2 separate regions of the Mus musculus genome follow, and region 1 is linked to region 2. Evidence: chromatin contacts called from public promoter capture Hi-C data. All regions are on one chromosome and are shown on one strand. The core of a region is the stretch at or near the end of the contact, and the rest is flanking DNA. Distances in the headings are between cores, read along the strand shown.

Region 1 (3,873 bases), core at 516-3,015, 150 kb after region 2:
CCACTATAAAATGGAGATATAATAATTAGCTTAGCACACAAGCTCCCATGAGGCCCGAGTTAAATACCATATGCCAAAGAGTCTAGCAGGGCACGCTGAAGATGACAGCTAGACGGTCACTGTAACTGAGCCGAGAGTCACTTAGAAAATCCATCCTTTATACTTAAAAATAAATGTACAGCAGAAAAACACGCTATACAAATAGCTTCTTTTTTTTTAATTTATTTATTTTATTTATATGAGAACACTGTCGCTTTAGTCAGGCACACCAGAAGAGGGCATTGGATCCCTTGTCAGATGGTTGTGAGCCACCATGTGGTTGCTGGGAATTGAACTCAGGTCCTCTAGGAAGAGCAGTCAGTGCTCTTAACCACTGAGCCATCTCTCCAGCCCACAAATAGCTTCTTTTAAAGAGTCAATTCCTACCATCCCATGCTAAACCTCAGTAACTGCAAAAGCACTTTTTAGCATCTCCATGGAATAGCTGATAATCCTATGGTTTACCTTTGGGTTCCTCTCTTCCCCCTTGCTCTTTCCTTTCCTTTCCTTTCCTTTCCTTTCCTTTCCTTTCCTTTCCTTTCCTTTCCTTTCCTTTCCTTTCCTCTTCTTCCTGTAAACTCCAACCAAGTAATTAGGTATTAACCGAGTAATTAGGTATCAGTAAAGAAATGTTAAGATAACCTCAAACATATCCCACTGGAAGCCTCAAAGCACCTCTCCTGGGACTTTCCATGGAAGAAACCCTGTGGCCTCCTCACTGCTTAGTGAAAGGCGACACAGAGCTGAGGCCCTACCTAGATTCCAAACATTCTTGGAAACCCAGAGGAGAAGAAAAATCGACCACCCTGTCTTCATCCAAACTACTGGAGAGCTCAGCAACTGGTTACATGAAAAGATCTCTTCATAGCCCTTCCACCGTTGCCTGGCAGCTGTGAGCATGCCAAGACAGAGCCCGAAGCACAGAGACAGGCAGCCAGCTATAAATCTTACCCAGTCTCCCCCAAAAGCCTTTAAAACCATTCCCGTTTTGAAAGGATGAGAAAATCCAGGCCCCGGACAATGCAGCAAAACATCTGAGTTACTAAAACATCCTCTGTAGGATCCGGCCTAGATAAGCAAGGCGCTCTCTCTCTCTCTCTCTCTCTCTCTCTCTCTCTCTCTCTCTCTCTCTCTCTCTCTCTCTCTCTCTCTCTCCCTCTCTCTCTCTCTCTCTCTCTCTCTCTCTCTCTCTCTCTCTCTCTCTCTCTCTCTCTCTCTCTCTCTCTCTCTCTCTCTCCTTAGCAAACACTAAAAAAGAAACTAGTTTCATTAGAAACTTCCAGCATGAAAAGGCCAGAGGGGAAATGTGCTTTAGGAGAGGGAAGCACAGTCAGGGGACACTGGCCTGTACATGGTGACCTCTCCCATCAGTGCCTCTGCAGCGGGCGGGTGGACAATGGGGTGATCTGCTCCAGGAATCTTCACACCATTACCACCAAATGGACTGTAGACTGGCTCTGTGATTTGCATTCTGGTGAGGGACGAGGGAGACAGAGGACCTGCAATCATAGTCTGTCTCTGTCTCTGTCTCTGTCTCTGTCTCTGTCTCTCTCTCTCTCTCTCTCTCTCTCTCTTCCATTTCCATGGCTACTGAGGAGGGCAGGAAGCAGAGAGGGCTGGAATGTTGGTCTCAGGTTCCCCGAAGAATTAAACAGAAGTCTTCACATTCCACATAAGCACGGTGGGTGCAATGTCTGTGTGTAGGTTTGTATTACTCGTGTGTGCTCATGTGTAACAAAGCATGCTGGCGTATGCTTAGGGTAGGTCTAGTCTATCCTTGGGTCTGGGCTTCTAGTTCTTCAAAACTATCCAGTAGCCTGCTGCACTTTAACCTTCTTCTGACCTTGGAAAGGTGAACAGAAACGCACTGGTATGCATTCGTCTCGGCTCTATGCTCATCTGAGGAATCCTTCAAACCAGTGACTGAGCCACCTGTGTCACCTCCCTGAAGCCTTGGACATCAGCAGTCTCCACACACGGGGCCTCGAACACTGGCGACTACACAGCAAGATGATGAGGGGCTGCAGTTGGCTCCCACAGTGCACTGAGATGAAAAAGTCACTGAGAACTCAAGGCCCCAAATCTCCGGGGAGTTAATCTTAGACTTCCTTCAGTTGGGGGTTTCGTTGGAGAACTGCAGGGAACTTTTATGTTGAAGTGCTTCACAGTGTGGGGGACCCTAGGGACCTATTCAAGAGCCCTGTACCCCCCAGGATGACAAGGAATACAAGGTTTAGGGTGTCGCTCTGGGAACATGTGTGTGTGTGTGTATGTGTGTGTGTGTATGTGTGTGTGTGTGTGTGTGTGTGTGTGAGAGAGAGAGAGAGAGAGAGAGAGAGAGAGAGAGAGAGGCAGACAGACAGACAGAGAGAGAAAGAGAGAGCACGCGCTTGTGTGCACACAGGAACGCAGGATATGGTCAGGCTCTCAAAGCCCTGCTGTGAAGTTTTGCATCTAGACCCATAATTTAACTAAACACCAAAGCTCTCCACACACCCCTTGGTGCTACAAAAGCCCCAGCATGCATGCCAGTCCTGAAAATTGCTGTTTACACGTGGCCTGAGCCAGCTGCTAACTACAGCTGCACACACACCCCCCCCCCCTTCCTGCCTCTAGCTAGAGAGCTGGTGTGTGCTGGGCTGGGGTGGATTTTGGTTTTGATTTTGGTAAGTTTTTAAAACTCCTCTTTTAAAACAATGTGCTTCCATCTGAAATGATCACTCAGAGTGAGGGCCCACTTGTGGGTCTTATTCTGTAGTCCAGGCTTGAACTTGTAGCAATTCTCCTGCCTCAGAGCCTTCCCAACTGTGGGGACCACAGGCATCAGTCATCATGCATGATTACTGCAAAGGGAGATAATTCCAATAGGGTGTTATATGTGCGATGGGAGGTTAGGGGAAAGAACACTTTAAGAACACACGAAGGGGGAAGTTAGCTCTAATACTATTGGCCCAAAGATACTAGTGATCACCAAAGCTAAAAGTCCAAATATGTCTTAAACCAAGCACATGAGAAGGCAGGAAGTGGGTCCCTCAGCAGGTTCAGGCCGAGAATTCAAATCAACTCTCTTGCTATTATATGTTTGTTCTGGAAAAGAGTTCCAAGTCCCCTAGGTAGAAAATATGAACTATTTGCACCTCCAAAAGCCTAGGCTGCTCTCCCCCGTGTCCTCTCACCCTGGGGAACTCTATGATAGAGAAAGCTCAGGATGGTTTGAATGCTAGCTCGTTATGGGATCCAGTTCATCATCCCCATCACGTGTATAGAAAAATCAAGCCCCAGCAAAAAGAATCATCTTCAACTCAAAGGCAAGGTGTGCACTATGGAGGACTCCTTCAAAAGGGCACAGACAGACTCCCATCCATTAGCCCAAGTGATAAAGGAGAATGTAGTGCTTACTGAGTCCAAAGTCAAGGATGGAATACTCCACCGAGAGTCCATGGCAGAGTTCCCTCTGCATTTGAGAATTTGACTCAGGCTTTATACTAACAACACGTGAATGGAAGACATGGGACAATCCCAAGACCACCACTTAGGCCTCCAGGCCCATTCCCCAAGGTGTTCCTCCAAGGAACACCCATACCCCATTGCAATTTTGTTGGGGTATGGGTGGGTGGTAGGGGTTTAAGACAATGTCTCACTATGTAACCTTGGCTGGCCTGGAACTCACTTATGTAGATCTGGCTGACTCTAGAGATCTATCTGCCTCTGCCTCATGTGTGCTGGGATTAGAGGTACCCATCACTACCATTCCCAGCTCCCTGGAATTTTTCCACCTTTCATTATGTTCACCACACCAAAATATTACTTGTCATCGCCACCACCATCAATATT
Region 2 (3,688 bases), core at 267-2,766:
CTCACCTATCAGAGAGCAATTCTGCGAGGATTAAATAAGGCTCACATTAAATGTGCATAAGGCACTTCAGACAGCACCTGGCACCGTGGGGTTCTCCCATCAACACTTGTTGTTAATGAAATTGCTGAGACAAGACACACACACAAAGAGGTAACTAACAACCCAAGGCATCATGCCTGCCACCGAGGGGCATCTGTTTGGGGAAAACAAGGCTGCACGTGAGTGCAGACAAGACAATGAGCAGGGTTCATGATAGTGCCAAGGAGGGGCCTGCAGCATACCCTGAATTAATAATCACCTTCAGCATCAATCACACACTTACCGAGACTCCCATTCACCACATGAGAACCACATTGAAACCAAATATCTCTCCCGGGCAGATATACAAATGACATTCCATCCTACCACAAAGACACTTGCTCATCTTTGTTCATGGCAGCTTTATTCACCATAGCCAGAAACTGGAAACAACCAAGACGTCCTTCAACGAAGGAATGGATAAAGAAAATGTGGTACACACTTACACAATGGAGTATTCCTCAGCTGTTAAAAACAATGGCATCATGAAATCTGCAGGCAAATGGATGGAACTAAGAAACAAATCTTCCTGAGTAAGGTAACCCAGAAAGACAAACATGGTGTGTACTCATTGTTAGCTGCTAAGTAAAGGATAACAATCCACAGACCCAGAGAGGCTAAGGACCAGGGAGGGGACAATCAAGTGGGGACACACAGATCCTCCTGGGAAGGGAAATAGAATATATATCGCAGGTGAACTGGGCATAGGTGGAGATGGGAAAGGAAGGATCAGGTCAGAAGAGGATGGAGAGGGAGAGGGTACTGGTAGAGACAAGTGGCTTCTCAATAAGAGAGTATGTCCGGTAGGCATATCACCTTTCAAATCCCCTGGGACACAACACAGATTCTACACACCTATGACTTGAGTCACCAGCAACCTTACATCTTCCCTACTGGGAGGACCCATATATCTAGAAAGGCTCTAGCTAAAGGAAAAATAATCTGAAATCACAAAAGCAAGGGGCCTCAAGACAAGGCTACCACCACAGCAATTAGCAGTAGGAATCATGAGATGCCTACTCCCACCCAAGGTGACTCTCTGAATTGTCCCAGGCCACTGCCCATAAAAATGTGAGCTTCTGCCGGTCAGTGGTGGCGCATGCCTTTAATCCCAGCACTTGGGAGGCAGAGGCAGGCGAATTTCTGAGTTTGTGGCCAGCCTGGTCTACAGAGTGAGTTTCAGGACAGCCAGGGCTATACAGAGAAACCCTGTCTTAAAAAAAAAGCTTCCGGGCAGTTCTTAATTACTTTTACACGTAAGCCCAGCCCTCTGTGCTCTCCTATGGCCAGAGATCCACAAACAAGGGGCATGCATGCCCCTTGCACAGGTGGAAAGGACCAGCAGTAGAGCCACGAGAGCCTATGTATCCTAGACAACAGTGAAGCTGTATAGGGAGACATTGGTGGAGGGGCTGCTCAGGAAGAATGTCCTGTTTGCTGCTGCGTTCAGGAAATGTGACACGCATCAGAGGAGACACCAGGCCCCTTCTGGCTTAGGTGGGATGTTCAGTGGAGCGTGTAACAGGCCAGACAATGAGATCTTTGCAGAATTCCTTAACGACTGCATCGTCTGGAAGGGTATCAGGGGGATGGAAGGCACTGCCCCTGCAATCAGGGAGCAGTGCTCATTTGCACACAAAGTGGGCATGGGGTGGGCATGCATGTGTGTGTACGTGCGTGCGCGAGCAAACGCAGACACACACACTCATGTGAGAGAGATAGAGAGACAGAGAGATGAAGGGAGGGAAGGGGGAAACAGACTCTAATTACCAGTGGCCACTACAGGCATATTAAAATTGGGAAGACCACAGGCCACAGCAGGAAAGAGAGGGGCTCATCTGACATGGCTGAGTTTTGGCCTGGTATTCTATATGTGCAATGGGAGGGATGCAAGTTTGGGGTCTCTGCACCAAACTGAACTCACTTCTCAGCTCTATGCTGGCTTTTCTGGGGACCTTGGGCAAGAACCCTATCAATTCATACCCCCTCCTCCCACTCTCTCTGTCCTTCCCCCTCCCTTCCTCCCTCCTCTACTGTACAAAGGAACTCTCCCTGCTGCTGGAGGATGTCAGGCAGGCTGCTGGGGTAGAACTGTTGTCAACATTCTTAGCCAGCTGTGGATCCCCGTATGCAACAGTACTTACTGACTGCCTAATCAGATGAGCTTGGTGGTGTAATAGTGACCAGTCTGTTATGGGGGTAGCCAACCATTTCTTGATTGATTTGATGCCTGCTCCAAAGGTCCAAATCCATTGTCTGGTGGTATAAACCTAGTGATGGGTACATAAACTGCTATTTTGCTAAATGGGACATCACAGTTTGTCAAGTTGCCTTCTAACTATGTTTATGCCCACAGACTAACACTCCCGTCAGCTTTGTATGGAGAAGTTTCTTGCAGTGATCAGCAGTGACTTCAGAGACTGGGAACTTGTCAAAGTACAGAGAATAAATGGCTGTTAACGACCTAGCCAGAAGTAGGACATCTACAACTCTCTAAGGCGAGGAGAACACCAGAGAAGATAGGGCAGAAAGAAGGTGAGAGCTGGAAATGGCATGGGATGCTGACCTCCAGGAATACCATGGATTTTGAACTCTTAAGCTTAAGGCATCTGTACAAGCTCTACAAAAGACTGGGCCTGTCAGCTGACACCTGATAGACGAGAGAGGCCATGCAGGGCACTGCATCCAACCCTAAGGATTTATCAGTAGGTGATAGGAGAGGGAAAGACAGCATTCTTTAGTCGTGTAGCCACTAGTTAGGTACACATGCTTCTGTAAATAGTATAACAAAATACACACACACACACACACACACACACACACACACACACACAGAGGAAGAGGAATAGCCAGCATGGGTGGAGCACAAATAAGGTTAAGCAAGAGATGATTAGACGCTAATAAAATATTAAAAATGGGTGTCTTGCCCTCATAGGTTTAGGGAGATAAGCCCAACTGAGTGAATGACACTGAAGTATAATGCTAGAGAATGGAGAACTATAGGAGGAGTTACATCATTACACAACAAAAGCCTGTTGGGTCTGCATGATCTGCATACAATTCACAAACAAGGCTTACCTATCCATCAGGCAGGCTGAGGGTCTGACCTGTGACGTCGAGCCAGCCCCAGGGTTAACAGTGGCTCACCTGCTTGGAGGGTGGGGAAATAAAAACACACGTATTTTCCTCCAATAGACTCTGAGGGATGCCTCTCCTTTACCCTCCAGAGAGCTGGCCACCATGCACAACAGGGCATGTACTCCACTGGAAAGCTGGCTCGCCCTCACCCAACACGACAGCACTGCTCTAGGAAGGCCCTGTCATGCAGTGCTGTACACCCACAGCCAGAGAGAGCCAGCTTCCAAACCATGATTCATTCCCCAATGATCTGGGATGCCCAGCTCTTGACACACAGCACTGTTTATTGAATGTAAAGACGGATGGACTGGCAGATAGATGGATGGGTGAGTGGGTGGATGGATTGACGGACGGATAGAGTTATAGATGACAATGGCAGCTCCTATCACCAGGCATGCCTACCAAACAGGCTCTTTATATATGTTCCCATTTACTCTATAGCAGCTATCATCTGAAAAAGTATTCTTATCCC

What was found. Capture Hi-C pulls out chosen DNA fragments and counts their contacts.
Region 1: a promoter capture Hi-C map of adipose tissue shows a contact between it and region 2. The contact joins two enhancer-like sites. A contact is called at or near these places in 1 of 484 Hi-C or Micro-C datasets (nephron progenitors), 3 of 115 datasets of contacts at active chromatin or transcription factors (cardiomyocytes, embryonic stem cells and large pre-B cells) and 2 of 9 other capture datasets (adipose tissue and pancreatic islet).

Annotation. Positions count from the first base shown.
Region 1 is chr11:88,593,241-88,597,113 of GRCm38.p6, forward strand. All of the region lies in intron 5 of Msi2 (musashi RNA-binding protein 2), which reads right to left. Among named protein-coding and RNA genes, the nearest start is that of 0610039H22Rik, 24 kb to the right of the region's middle. Within about 2 kb of position 1,766, at least 107 of the 459 cell types and tissues checked have an H3K27ac peak or open chromatin away from gene starts, as enhancers often do.
Region 2 is chr11:88,445,980-88,449,667 of GRCm38.p6, forward strand. The region is part of intron 7 of Msi2 (musashi RNA-binding protein 2); the gene reads right to left. Among named protein-coding and RNA genes, the nearest start is that of Mir378b, 95 kb to the left of the region's middle. Within about 2 kb of position 1,517, at least 13 of the 459 cell types and tissues checked have an H3K27ac peak or open chromatin away from gene starts, as enhancers often do.